Regions from separate parts of the Mus musculus genome. Here region 2 is linked to region 1. The links are chromatin contacts, called in public Hi-C maps. All regions are on one chromosome and are shown on one strand. Each heading gives the region's core, a stretch centred on a gene start, on an enhancer-like site or on the middle of the called end of the contact. The rest is flanking DNA. Distances are from core to core; before and after follow the strand shown.

Region 1 (2,962 bases), core at 178-2,677:
GGCTGCCTATGCTCTGGCTGTTCTTAACTGCAGATGCAATTCCTCAAGTTGTACTGCCTTGACTTCCACTCAGAAGTGGACTGTGATCTGGAATTTTAAGTCAAATAAACCTTTCTTTAGTTTATTTTCATGATGGTATTGTTATCATAGGAAGAAAACCAAGGTAGAACAAGAGGTACTCAAGACAATTGTCCATTTAGCAGACATAATTCATGCTTTGTGAACTATCTCAGAATTTTTACTTTCATTAAACCATAGTACTTTTCTTCTTTCTTCTGGATGGCTTTATTGTAACTGACTTGAGGGGGCAGGAGTCTGTATTTTCTGTACAGGCAGATTCATAAATTAAGTGTACTTGAAAATGGACTGGATCTGTGTTATAGAGGGGACTACACAGCACTTCAGCATTTTCCTCCAGCTACTTCTATGTGTTTATTTAATCTCGACAGAAACTCAACCATTCCACTGATTATGCTTTAAGCAATCACCTACTTTCAACTCAGAATCTTCCTTCGATGGTGAATTGCTACAACGCTTTCTTTAATACACTGAACAATAGTGCTGTTGGTTCAGTTAGCCTGTGCTTACTATGTCTGAGGGCCTGCGATCAGTCTTCAGCAGGAACGAAATGGATCTAGTTCCCCGTTCTTTCCATTGTTTTTTTTGGATGCCTTTCCTGCCTGACCACATGGCACCTTCACACTTTCTTGCTAGGTAACCAAGAGAGCAAAGTTCTGAGAACTAACACACCGTGACATGGAAGATACTGTTCCGAATGAACATTGGTGACCAACTCTTTACACTGGTTCTCAGCATCCAGACAGTTCTGCTGGCATCTCAATGTAGGAGTGATATCTATTTGGGAATTAGTGGTGAGAGGATGAAATATTTGTCCTTGAAAATGAAAGTTTTAAATGTTACCTGGAGAAAAGTTGAATAACCTCCTAGAACGTTGTGAAATCTGTGGTGTGAGCAACCCTGGTGAATGATTACAGCGACGAGCCACCCCCAAATCATGTAGTTTTGACCCAAACAGGAGCAGATAGGAATATAAAATCAAGCGCCAAGCCCCTTCTTATCAATAAGTGATAGACCATATAACATCCGAAGTCTGTAGGTTACCTTCTCAGCAGGAGTCATATGTGCAAATAAATAAAGGTCAAAACATCTTAGTTCACACATGGAAGAACTTGTATGACTAGAAAACAAGATGAATAATAGGAACACTGGAGAAAAATGCTAAAACTGGTCTATTCAAGGGTTGAAAAAGCATGGCAGAGAGAGAAAGCTGACAAGGTCATTGTGACAGTCGCAGTAACTTTGCAAGGGACTCCCTTTTTAGATCCTGCAGAATCTCAGCTAGAGTACAGAACACTCTTCACCTCCCACCGCCAGAGGAGTTTTGTAACAGTGACACAAAAGCGATGTTGGGGAGGCAGGAATTAGATACAAATGCTGAATAGTCTCTGTTCAGAAGTTGGCATATGACTTGCCATAGTTATTGCTGAAATTCAATGAGGTAGTACTTATAAATAAACCAGTGAGCTTAGTGTTACCAAGAAGCAAAGGCCACTTCTGAAAATCCAAACAGAAGTTGGAAGGTGAGGAGCTGGTAGAGTTGGTTATCAGAGCTAATAGCTAAGTTAACGCTGCAGGTTAAGAAGCAAGAAATACCTGGGGCAGTTATAACCAAGCCTTGTGGGACACACTAGCTGCTTGAGCACAGGACTTTACTGTCACTCTTAAAGAATCTCCATCATTTCTCACGTCTTCTCCTCCACCACCTCCTATCCTGTGACTTCATCCCTGGAATGATAACAATCTCTTAAGGACTCTACATTGCTCCTTAGCTAATTATGTCATGGGGTACAATGCTGGAAAGCAATTCTTTTTTTAAATTTTTTATTAGATATTTTCTTCATTTACATTTCAAATGCTATCCCAAAAGTCCCCTATACCCTCCCTCCACTCTGCTCCCCTACCCACTCACTCCATCATTGGGAAGAGAGGCCCCTTGTTCTTGCAAACTTTATATGCCCCAGTACAGGGGAACACCAGGGCCAGGAAAGCAATTCTTTTAAGAATTCTACGTGTGTGTGTGTGTGTGTGTGTGTGTGTGTGTTTACTCTTAATTCAATACACATCACTGCCTTATGATCTCTTACAAACCAATCACACCATGTCCTAAGCACCATGTTTAGCTATTTCTTAAACATAGTTATGCAGGCTAGTTTGCTGGGGCAGTATGCACTTCAATGTTTCATTCATTTCTCCTATTTTCTGAATAATCTCCTTCTCATGGAAATGTCTAAATTTCTCTGACTTTTGAACATATGCATTTTCTGATAAATGTCCCCCAGCTTCTTCGATCGCAATTTAAATTGTCTGCATCTAAATGTAAAACGTGCGAGCAATAGGGAACCTTTACTTGCACTAAAACAATGGATCTGCAAATCTAGCCAGATACTTGGATATACTTTATGTAAAATTTAACATAGAAAACTTTATGCAGGTAATCTCCACTTTCTCTTTTGAATATTAAAGGTTTCCAAAAATGGCAACTTCAAACTAAGAATGAAATGAAATGGAGAGATGGCTCAGAAGTTAAGAGCACTGGCTGCTCTTCCAAACAGCTGGAGAGATGACTCAGAGGTTAAGAGCACTGGCTGCTCTTCCAAACAGTCCTGAGTTCAATTCTCAGTAATCACAAGATAGCTCACAATCATCTATAATGAGATCCGGTGCCTCCTTCTGGCTTGCAGGCATACATGCAGGCAGAACACTTACATACAACAAATAAATAAAAAACTAAAGAAAAAAAAAGAATGAAATTAAATGAACAGCAATAATTTGGATTATTTCCTTCATATTTGCATTCATTGAGTCGAGTATTCTTATCTTTTTTTTTTTGGCTTTTAGAGACAGGGTTTCTCTGTATAGCCCTGCCTGTCCTGGAACTCAC
Region 2 (2,800 bases), core at 296-2,795, 310 kb after region 1:
GCAGGGGCTATCACAAAAGCTGTTGCCTGTCTCTGGGATATGTTCTTCTAGCTGGTCTGCCTTGTGTGGCCTCAGTGGGAGCAGATGTACCAAGACTTGATGTGCCAGGGAGAGGGCATACCCAGGGGAGAAGGGAAAAGGACTGTTGGAAGGGGTGACCAACAGAAGGAGCAGTGAGTGGGATGTAAATTAAGTAAGTAAGTAAATAAATAAATAAATAAATGAATAAATAAATTAAATAATTATAGATGCCTTAGAAAGAAAATCCCTTTTTCCTGAGAACTCCTAAGGCAGTTACCAAGACTCCTTACATGAGAAGCACTAGCTGGTAATATTTTGCCTCCTCAAAGACCTTAAAACCCTTAAGAACTCATAAAGCCTGGAAAGGGATGGCCCTGGAGCCTACGCTTCATTAGTTTCATGATAAATCTGTTTGGTTTGCATTAATTAGTTTATGCTAATATGAAGAACCAAGTATTTCTTAGGTCTTCTATTCAGTGCACAGGAGATGCACAGCTGGAAAAGCCTAGAGAGATAGCAGCTTGAGACACAGAGTGGGAACGACAGCAGCCTGGCCGGGTTTGCTTTATACATGTTATACACCGGTGGGTTTTCCAACCTTTCTCAGAATGTAGCAAGTGAAGGCATTGCTCAGAGGACATTGCTTCTCCACATCTCACTTCCTCTAACTTCAGAGTCTGTCATACTTTAAATCTTTCCTTTTAAATACACAAAAGCTTATTTTATCTGTACCAGAACATATCATAGAAAGTATCTTTAATAAACAGATATGCAAATATACCGGTTTTCAAACTCATTTGCATTTAATATCTTTATATATTATACTAGAAATATTCAATAACTCTCAGTAATAAATAATAATAATAATAATGAAGAAGAAAAAAATAAAGTTGGGAGGGAACAAAGAAAGAGAAAACAGTTTGGTAAAAGTTGAAAGGAGGTGGTGGGTAATAAGATCAAAAGATATTGTTTAAATGCACTTTTCTAAAACCTCTTAAAACAACAGTTTCAAACAAACTTGTGTGATCACAATGACTACGTAATGGCAGCCCAGCAATGCCACCTGGGCTTGAGTGTCTGGAGTGTAGTAAAGGGGACAGAGTTCTCTGCGTTGTCTGCTGTGAGCATAGCCCAGGCTCTGCTCTTGAGTCGGGATCCTAGTTTCTGGTCCTTGGTGGGCTCATGATGTCCTCACTGAAAATGATCCTACATTAAAGGACCTTTTTGAGTTATGCAAACCTCTAAACTAGAATTTCAGAGGACAAAGTCTGCCATTCTCTGAGCAAATGTCAGGGTCCCGTGCTTCTTCCTTCCTCTCCAGAGCTGGGGGTGGGGGTGGGGGTGGGGGAGTGGGTGTCCGTCTAAGCAGGCAGGCAATGAAATTCTGTTGAATCAGGAATCTTACGTTCTCAGTCCTAAACGTGATATCCTAAACTTAAGTAGCATGTGCTCTTTTCGTTAGTACACGGCAGTGAGACAAAAATAAAAAGATGGTCAAAGGACAAATTCTGTTTTCCTTTAGAGACCTTTCCCCTAGAAATGGTTCATTAGACAAAGAGAAAACTAGGAACTAATGACCGACTGTTCCTCAGGCGCAGTCGCTGCAGCATTGCGTTATACTGCCCCCTGGAGGTTATCTGCTGCCGTTGCACAAGTTCACGCTGTTGAAATAAAAAAAAACGTTGTGTGCTCAACAATTGGCCAGGGAAATGTTTTCAAGTGTTTCTGTTGTTATTTTGTTTTGGTTTTGTTTATGTTTTAGAGTCGCGAGAGAGCTTATAGGAATTCCTGAAGCTTTTTGAGACATTAAGAAACCTCTTCCTGTTAGAATTCAGACTGCATTTAAATTTTGGATGACAGAAAATACATACAGCAGTATTGCTTACATTTGAGTACGTCAGCTTCTGGAGGTACATTGTCTCCATATGAATGTTGGAGATATATTGGAAGAAATGAAAGTAGGAGGAAGATGGGACATGAAAAGGCAAACAAAGGCAGAGCTGGTGAAAGAGGGAGAACTTAGAGTATAAAGTATCCAGTCTGAACTGTAAGGCTCCAGTATCACTAGTTTCTTTCTATCAGGCACAGTGCTGGACCACAGCCGTCCAGCCCCACAGCAAGCTACCCAGCCTACTCACCCAGCGTCCCTGTGCCAGGTCAGCACCTCCTCACTGCTCCTCTCTTCAGAACCGGATGATCCAGGAGAGAGATGGGTGCTTTACAAGGAAGAGTGCAGTGGGGCCTCACTGCGGGGAAAGGTGTGATTGTGCCTACAGGATTGAGTCAAGAGAAGATTCCAGAAAGACAGTTACTAAACGTGAATATAAGTATAAAAACTGTGCAAACTATAAACACTGTATAAAAACATACAATAATTCACACTTTCTTCATATGGGCTTCAGGTCAAATACATTTCCTTGCATGCAATTATTTAACATACAAGAAAAGAAATTCTAGATATTTGTTGAGTCCCACGGGGCATTTTGACACATCTCTTCATTTTGTCATGTTTAAGTGCAATGAAACTTCAATTGGATCTTTATATCAAGACATTCAAAATCCTTCTGTCTATGTTTTTGAAGTTATTATTAAGTCACCTGCTCTGGAAGAACAGACCAGAATACTTGATACTGTCTAATTATCACATAGTGTCCCATCCCTGGCCTTTTCTGGAAGGCTTTACTATCTGATTAAACAGTTTAGCCCAATCAGAAAACAGTTAAACCTTACATTAGAGCCATTTGCTTGTAACAATGTTCAATCTACATATACCTGTAGA

The links. Hi-C and Micro-C count contacts between places; a contact is called where the count stands out from the background.
Region 2: a contact with region 1 is called in a Hi-C map of liver, with 6 times the contacts expected there. The contact joins two enhancer-like sites. A contact is called at or near these places in 1 of 15 datasets of contacts at CTCF or cohesin (CD8 T cells), 7 of 484 Hi-C or Micro-C datasets (the STO cell line, embryonic fibroblasts, embryonic stem cells and 3 more), 12 of 115 datasets of contacts at active chromatin or transcription factors (craniofacial prominence, embryonic basal ganglia, embryonic fibroblasts and 9 more) and 3 of 9 other capture datasets (adipose tissue, liver and pancreatic islet).

What each region holds. Positions count from the first base shown.
Region 1 is chr3:82,021,879-82,024,840 of GRCm38.p6, forward strand. No RefSeq gene overlaps it. Among named protein-coding and RNA genes, the nearest start is that of Asic5, 26 kb to the left of the region's middle. Within about 2 kb of position 1,428, at least 7 of the 459 cell types and tissues checked have an H3K27ac peak or open chromatin away from gene starts, as enhancers often do. A contact at or near this core is called in liver, where this site is marked.
Region 2 is chr3:82,332,191-82,334,990 of GRCm38.p6, forward strand. No RefSeq gene overlaps it. Among named protein-coding and RNA genes, the nearest start is that of Map9, 24 kb to the right of the region's middle. Within about 2 kb of position 1,546, at least 38 of the 459 cell types and tissues checked have an H3K27ac peak or open chromatin away from gene starts, as enhancers often do. A contact at or near this core is called in liver, where this site is marked.